3 separate regions of the Zea mays genome follow, and all the other regions are linked to region 1. A link is a contact called in public Hi-C data. All regions are on one chromosome and are shown on one strand. Each heading gives the region's core, a stretch centred on a gene start, on an enhancer-like site or on the middle of the called end of the contact. The rest is flanking DNA. Distances are from core to core; before and after follow the strand shown. Region 1 holds the start of LOC103625957 (myosin-binding protein 2). Region 2 holds the start of LOC103625954 (protein CASP). Region 3 holds the start of LOC100283174.

Evidence for each region. A called contact is a pair of places that touch in the nucleus more often than the background predicts.
Region 2: a Hi-C map of leaf shows a contact between it and region 1, with 10 times the contacts expected there. The contact joins the promoter of LOC103625954 here to the promoter of LOC103625957 in region 1. A contact is called at or near these places in 5 of 25 Hi-C or Micro-C datasets (ear, endosperm, leaf and 1 more).
Region 3: a contact with region 1 is called in a Hi-C map of tassel, with 2.4 times the contacts expected there. The contact joins the promoter of LOC100283174 here to the promoter of LOC103625957 in region 1. A contact is called at or near these places in 2 of 25 Hi-C or Micro-C datasets (ear and tassel).

What each region holds. Positions count from the first base shown.
Region 1 is chr5:12,121,975-12,124,674 of Zm-B73-REFERENCE-NAM-5.0, forward strand. LOC103625957 (myosin-binding protein 2) reads left to right here and starts at 1,443. Exons shown (of 4, transcript XM_008646357.4): 1 at 1,443-2,700. The coding sequence starts at 1,931.
Region 2 is chr5:11,913,518-11,916,217 of Zm-B73-REFERENCE-NAM-5.0, forward strand. LOC103625954 (protein CASP) reads right to left here and starts at 1,448. Exons shown (of 18, transcript XM_008646355.3): 1 at 1-1,448. It overlaps LOC100278613, which reads left to right and starts at 1,596. Exons shown (of 4, transcript NM_001151835.3): 1 at 1,596-2,181; 2 at 2,669-2,700. The coding sequence starts at 1,903.
Region 3 is chr5:11,876,101-11,878,800 of Zm-B73-REFERENCE-NAM-5.0, forward strand. LOC100283174 reads right to left here and starts at 1,338. Exons shown (of 2, transcript NM_001156076.2): 1 at 343-1,338; 2 at 1-240. The coding sequence starts at 1,266.

The DNA of each region.
Region 1 (2,700 bases), core at 193-2,692:
TACATATAACCATTAAAAGAACGATGTCCTATTTTTCTTGTAAGCCACTTCTGTTCTGAACGATTTCCCCTAGCATCTCAAACTTCAATTTTGTCTTCTGCTACAACGAGTTCACCGTCGAGATCCTTGTCGCTGGCAGGTCTTTCGCAATACCTCCGCGTGGAGCTGGGCGAATTCATGGCATTCATCACGGTGAGCAACATCCTGCTCGAGCTGAGCACAAGATCGGCTCCGGATAACCTCCGCCACCCGCGCCGACGAACAGCGAGCGGTCCGCCGCTAGCCGCAGGGGAAGAGATGAAAAAAAATTACTCACTAGTTCTGGCATATGCGGTTGCGGAAGCACCGGGGAGAGATGAAAATTTATATTGATGGGTGAAAGTCAACCCTTTCGTTGGCTTGAGGCGACAGGCAAAAATCATGAAACCAAACGATAGACAGGCAAAGACCAGGCAGCTGTCGATCCAAGCCGTGGAGACGACTGGATGATCTGATACATTCAAACGGGACAAGGACAGTACGGACAGTTGGGTGTGGTTGGTTCGAGTCTCGACAAAAATTGCAGGCAAAAACTGCTCCAGGGGCAACAGTTGCCTAGCCGGGCGGACGACGACGAGCAGCCAGGCAACTCACCAACCAAACAGATAAACAGAAGCGCAGGCAGGACTGCAGGTCCACTTTGCCGTGCCGATTCCGTGTTCCGACGCTTTCCTCCCGCTCGCGGTCGCGGTTGCGTCGCGGATAGGGTGGACAGAAAAAAAAATCGAAAAAAAATGAGCCCGTCCGTCCAAGCCGCAACGCGATGGTGAGGGTTGGTGACCGACCGGACCGATCAGCCCGCCGGCTCGCCGTCCAGGTGACGCAACGCCGGTCCCCGGAAAAAGACAGGCGCGTAGAAATCCACCACTGATGCTGATTGCTGAAACGGAAAACGGGAAAAGAACGAACGAGACGGTCCTCCTGCTACTGGACACCGCGTACTGCGTCCTAGTCTACTATGCTAGTACTGGACGACGCTGCGTACTGCACTATGCTACTGGCACACGCACCAGAATCTAGCTGACGCCGTAGTCATCATCGTCGCTTCCTTCCGTGTTCACCTTCAAAGATGCTCATCGGCCAATGGCGGCATGACGCACTGAAGGAGGACTCGTTTCCAACGGCAAGAAAAGGAACCGTAGTTACATGTTCAGTCTAGGGCTCTGCTTGCTTTTACTGACGTAACTGACCCTTTTTTTCAGTCGCCGGCGGGCTAATTACCACCGACTCACCCACTAATGCGAATTACTGACTCAGCGCCCGTTTTTTTTCTTTCCGTTTTCGCGATATTTCTCGGGTTCGAAGTCGCGCATCCGGCATCCTCACCTCCCTGGAGAGATTTTGATATTTGCCATCAGCAAGAAACAGGTTTGTAAAATTGCCATTAGACCCACATTTCATAGACCCAGCTGGACCCACAATTCATAGACACAGTGGTAATTATAACAGGAAGACAATATTGTGAGTGGCAAAAATCCAATTATCTCCGCTCTCGCAATCCTGTCATTATCACTAGTCCCCGCCCCACCTCCTCTCCCTGTAAAGATTTCGTTCGTTCCTCTTCCGGGTTCCTGATCTCGGTCTCGGTCCCCGATTCGACCTGTGGAGTCTTTCCTGCAATCTGTAGCAGTAGCACGTTGCCTCGGGAGGAGTTTGTGCGTTCCTCCAGAGGAGCCGAGTCCGTCAGTGGTCGCTTGCCACTAGCGCGAATCACGTCCGGGTTGCGTCCTCCACTCCGTGCCAATCTAATTCCGGGCGCCCGGGGAAGGATTCGGGACGGAAGGCACTGGTTTCTGTGCTTCCTTGGATTCCACGGTGAAACCAGCCTGCGTGGTCCGCGCCGGCTCCCACCGCATTCCGGCGAGTCCCGAGTAACCTCGCTGTGGGGGGGATGGTGTCGCAGGCTCCCATGGCAGGGGCGGGCGCGGGCGCGGGCGCCAACCTCACCGCGGCGCTGTGCAGGAAGAGCAACCGCGTCGCGCGGGTGCTCGCGTACGCGCTGCTCGAGTGGGTCCTCATCGCGCTGCTTCTCGCCGACGGCGTCTTCTCCTACCTCATATCCCGGTTCGCCGCCTTCTTCGGGCTCGCGCCGCCGTGCGCGCTCTGCTCCCGCCTCGGCGTCGACAGCCTCTTCGAGACCCACCCCCGCCACCGAGGCGTCGGCGCCGAGCCCCTGCGCCGCTTGCTGTGCGACGTGCACGCCGCCGAGCTGTCGCGCGTCGGGTACTGCAGCGCGCACCGCCGGCTCGCGGACGCCGGGGACATGTGCGAGGATTGCGCCGCCGCGGCGGCGGCGGCGCCCGGGAAGGCGTTGCTGTCATGGATGGGCCAGAGCGAGCTCGGCGAGCGGGACCTCGCCTGCGCCTGCTGCGGCGTCGCGCTCGAGAGTGGCTTCTACTCGCCACCGTTCTTGCTCACCGCGTCGGCGCCCCGTGGCTCAGATTGTGGGCACAAGGAAGAGGAAGAGGCAGCCAGGCCAAATGGAGACGTGGTCTTCGTCTCCGAGGAAGGTCCTGTGATCGAGCTTTTCGACGAGAAGCCATTTGTGGAGGGTGACTCAATCGGCGTCTTGGCTTGTGGTGCCGAAGTTGTTGCCAATGTTGAGCGGCTGGTGCCTCTTGAATCAATTGACTCGTTGCCCGTCGCCATGGCCACCATGTT
Region 2 (2,700 bases), core at 198-2,697, 210 kb before region 1:
GCATTCCATTTGATTTAGCACCAAAATGTTACTGAGACGAGAACACATTGGTTTTGCCATTTTATATGCGAATGCGATTTTTGTGGATTATTTTTTTTTGTTGTAAGTGGCACAGGACAAAAAAGAAAATATTATCTTCATTCATAAATATATGACACCGCTGAATTTAAAACAAAAAACTTTAACCATTTGTATTATTAAATATAATGAGTTGTTATTTATTTATTTTTTTGATTTGTTTTATCACTTAAGTTAGTTTGTGTTTGACTTGAAATTTTACATTTTAAATAAATATTTTGAATAAGACGAATGATTAAAATTTTCGAAAAAAAATAACGCTGTCATATATTTATGAACTGAGATAATATTAGGGTAGGAATGTATCGATAATGTGGCTAGCAAAGTAAAGAGTGTTTGGTTTCTATAGACAAATTGTTAGTCTCTTACTCTCTTTTGGTTCTTAAATTACCAAACACAAGGACTTTAAAAGGATAAATTATCTCTATTTAGGTCTAGGTTTGCGCCTCTTTAGGATTGGCACAATGACTTAGCCATACAGGCCCAAGTTCGCAGACAAGAGAAATTCATTTTTTTTTTCTTTTCTCATTCATCAAATGGTGTTTTTTATTATTTTTCATGGTAACTCTATTTAGCACATGACACACAGACATTATAGCCTCACCTATCATTAGGGCTTGTTCGATTAGCTCTCAATTCATGTGGATTGAGTGGGATTGGGTGAAATTAAATCTCAAGTAAGTTAAACTCCTTAAATTTTTCTAATCTCATCCAATACATGGATAACGGGATTAACCGAATAAGACCTTAGTTGGAGAGTCTCGATGTTTCTAACATAGCGCTAACCATCTCCATTAGAATTCTGTTATTACTTTACACAATCCTATTGGTATGTGGAGAATAGGGACGTTCCTTTTCATGAATGATATCATGTTCCTCGCAGAATGAGTTAAATTCGTTTGGCAAATACTCTCCATCATGATCAGATCTCAGGCGTTTAATCATTCTTTCAAACTGATTTTTTAATTTTGTTTTTATAGATTTTGAAATAGATAAGATACACATCTCTTATTTTAAACAAGTACACATCGATATCAATATCATGAAATATCTTGTCCCTTCTTTTGTCAATATTCCATTTCTCTCGAAAAAATCAATGTGAACTAGTTCTAATGATTCTAAACTCGTCGCCTCTGTTGTCTTGTTAAATTATTTAGATTGCACATATATTTTATATTTAGATATTTTTGACAAAAGTAAATTTTAGGATTAAGCTCATGTACATGTTAGGACATATACAAACTATTGCCATTGGTTTTAATTTTTAAGTATAAGAGACCGTATGAAAAACTAAATCTTCTACATCATAAATATAAGAGTTAAGGGATAATATATAAAGAATTGTGTAGAAACGGACTCTTCAAAAAAAACACATCTTAATTTTTGTTCACTTAACCCCTATAGACCTTTTAAGGGCTGGTTAGTGACCATGAAATTGGATAACAATAGAATTCCTTTCTCACGAATACTTTCCAATTCTCCGATCACTAAATTAGCTTAAAAAATCTATAATTAATGGGGTTGTAGTAACTGCTGTGCAGTATGTGACTGGACAAACCGCGGATCCTCTTCGGATCTTCCTTCCCATGGCAAAATTCAGGTTCCGGCCGACTCCTATACATAGGCAGCCAGCCTTTTCACCCTTTTCCCTTCCCCCTCCCCAACCCCCCACACAGACTAGCAAGCCGCGCGCGGAGGCGAGGCGTTCGCACACCTCGCCGCGCGTCCTTGGCCTCTCCCCGCGCCACCACCGTTCCGTTGCGCCCGCTAACGATCACGCGTTTCCGGTGGGAGAGAGAGTAGGTAGGGAGAGGACGGGACAGGATGCTCGGGTTCAGGCAGATGTCGTGGTCGTCGGCGGAGGCGCAGGCGCCGTCGGAGCAGCTGTGCGAAGGGGTGGCGGCTGTCGTGGCGGCGCGCCAGGGGATGGAGACGCCGCTGACGGCGGTGGCCGAGGCGTTCGAGGAGCTGGTGCGCGGGATGGACGCCGACGGCGGCGAGCTCCGCGTCGCGCCCTTCAGCGACACCTGTGCCCTCGTCTCCGTGCTCTTCAGCAGCCTCGGGATGGCCTTCAGGTTCGCCGAGATGGAGTACGTCACCAAGGTGAGCGCCTGATCGATCCGAAAGTTCTGCGCGATCTCTCCTCTCTTTTTTTTCTCTCTCTCTCGCCCCTGCCGGGATCGTTTGCTTCGCTTTGTAGTTCGTACCGTTGTTGCGATCTCTCTGTGTCAGGAATCCAAGATTTTACACGGCTGGCGAGGTGAAATCCAACGAGTGATGCCTGGATAACATGGCGCCATATTATTTATTACTTTCATCAGATCTTCCTTCTTTCTAGAAAAGAACACACGTCACCGAAAAAAAAACGAACTTTGCAATCTTCTCCTTCAAGGAAGCTCCAGGAAAGAAAGTTGTCGCGTTGATTTGACTCGCGGTCGATTGCGTGCAGACTCTTTCAGTATTTCAATGGTCGGCGTTATTAGCACCACTGCACCAATCAAAATTGCTCCCGCGTACTCCCGGCAACGGAACGTAACGCCGCTTCTCCGCGTGAATACTGCGTACTCATACCACCCATCTATCCTTCCAGGTGAACGATCTCATCGGTGCCGGCAAGTCGTA
Region 3 (2,700 bases), core at 88-2,587, 250 kb before region 1:
CTTCTGCTGCTGCTGCTGCTGCGGCGGCGGCGGCCTTGGCAGCGGCGGAAGCGTGGCGCGCTTCACGAACCGACCCTTCATCCGCGGCCGCTTCTCGGCGTTGAGCTTGCGCACCTCGTACCGGATCTTCTTGGCGAACAGTCGCGTCCGCCGCTTCTCCCTGTATCGCGACACCCGCGCCTCACGCTCGCCACCGGTCACCGGTGTCACGGCTCCGCCGAGGAGTTCCCGGCTACCCGTCTGCATGCATGCGATCCATGGCAAAAGGAAAGCCGATCAGTTATTTATCCCAAGACAGTGCCAGAGCATGTGTAGATCTCATGCTCGAACCGTAGTGCTTACCGTGAAGTCGTCCGACCATAGCTCGTGACAGTCGAGGTGAGGACGCTCGCCGTGGAACCACGGCGAGCCGCCGTCACGGACCCATGAGGCGATGACGCCTTCGTAGTTGAGCTTGAGTATCATCTCCGGCCGCTTCCGTTTCTTGTCCTCTGGTTCAGGCGCCGGCGCTACTATGGCGTCCAAGTCCGCGTTCACCTGAGGTTTCTCTTCGTCCAAGAAACCCAAACAGTCAAACCCGTCGTCGTCGACTCCCATGAGGAGGCTCTCCATGTCCGCGGCGAAGCTAGCGAGCTCCATGTCCGGGACGTGGAACGACACGGAGAGCCCGTCCGCCTCCGCCGAGCCGCCGGAGGCGAACTCCGGCGATGTTTCCGCGAGAGACGGCATCAGCAGGCTGCAGGCCGGCTTCTGCTCCCCCTCGTCGGCCACGGGGTTGTAGAACTCGGCGAGCATAGGGTCGAACACCGGCACGCGGTACAGAAGGTCTTCGTCGTCATCCTGCAGGAACCCGTGGTGGTCGTCGTTACCGCCCAGGATACCGGAGCCGGACTCCTCCGCCTCGAGGTCGGGGACCGCTGCCGACGACGCAGCCGCGGCGATAAAGCTGGGAGTCGCCTCATGCTTGTTGCTCTTGCTCCCCCCTGGCTTGGACCGCGGCGTGCGTGGCCGTCGCTTGAGGCCGTGGAGCCACGTTGGCGCGTCCGGGTCGCGCGGTGGGGAGGAGCAGGACGCAGAGGGGAGGCGGACGCGGTGGTGGCGGCGCGCGAGCGGGTTCGCCGAGTGCACGGAGACGTCGCAGGTCTGGCACAAGAAGGCGTCGTCGGCGGGGCAGTGCCACCGCGCCCGCCGCCTCATGCAGCCGTCGCAGGACCGCGCCGTCCGCGCGCCTAGCGCGGCGCCTGTCGCCGCTCCGGCGCTCGTCATTTCGCCGAGCACTTGTGCTCCCGGCGTTTAGGTTAAGCGAGAGCTTAACAAAAAAAACGGGAACAGTGTGGCGACGAGCTCGGGAGCCCTTTCCTTTTTTATATAAAAAATGCGAACCCCGCGGGAGAACCCGGACCCACAGGCCAGTGACAGTTGTCATCCACGGTCGTGATCGTGGAGAGGGCATGCGGGGCCCCTGAATGCGCTTTTGGGCAGCGTTTGCGCGAGGAGGAGCGAGCACTGCGTGAAGTGGGCCCAGGAAAAATGCTTATCTTGAAGCCGATTGGCTGGCATGGCGCGGGGAATCCGCCGGGCTCGAATGCTATTGGGCTGCCTGTCACGCTGTTGGATTTCCGGCGGGGCCCATGGGGTGTGGATGATGACGTGGGCGCCGGTGCTGCTACTCTCTCCTCTCTCACTTGCCTTTCTACGGGGGCATGCCGCATGCGATGAGGTTCAGAATGCTTAGGATATTGACTAGCAGCTCGTGGACAATCATCTGCACTGATTGATCTTTCTTCGCTGCTGTTCACTGTCTTATTATATATAGCTGCCAGAGTCACATATATGTCAATAATAAAATGATATACCTCTAAGAGACCGTTTGGATCCCTTATATATAGTAGGATATTTGATTTTGAATTTTACATTGCACCACTTTCCAAACTTCTGATATAAGGCTATCCTAAATTTAAATAACGAGGGAATGAAAATTAATTTTGTGTATCATTACTAGTGTATGTTTGTACTCTGCAACCTATAACACGTTCTTTGGCTCGCTCCACTATAGTAGATAGAAATGTACCATATAAATATCTATACCATATGGCCAACATAGTATACAAATATATTTTGTATAAAACTACATTAACTTAATTGATCTATGTCTAACATACGATTGTTAGAATAAAATTTAATTCCAAGGATCCAAACAGTGCCTAAAATGAATTAGGAACCACAACTACACTTTTGAATAATGAATAATGAATTCAACATTCATCACTAAACAATTTAAACATTTATGGGTATGGATCTATACCCATACCCGTCGGGTATTCATTATCCGATGGATGCCCATTACTCGCTCTGCCTACTACAATTTCAACATTCATCACTAAACAACGGTTTTATTATAATTCAACAATTTCATCATTCCAGCCAACATTAAAGAACAATTTTAGCACCAAACAACATGTCCTGAATGAAAACTGAAAAATAGGATTTTTTTTGGGATAGTGCATTAAATCTGGATGGCCTACATGTCAGATAATCATCGGGTAACGGATATGAATACTGGATATCCACAAAAAATTACCTGTGCATACCTTATTATATCCATACGCATACTCGTGGTTACAAATTCCACCATATCCGTACCCGATAAATAATTGTTGCTTCTCTCAACTTAGTTGCATGTTTTGTTTTTTAAATTCG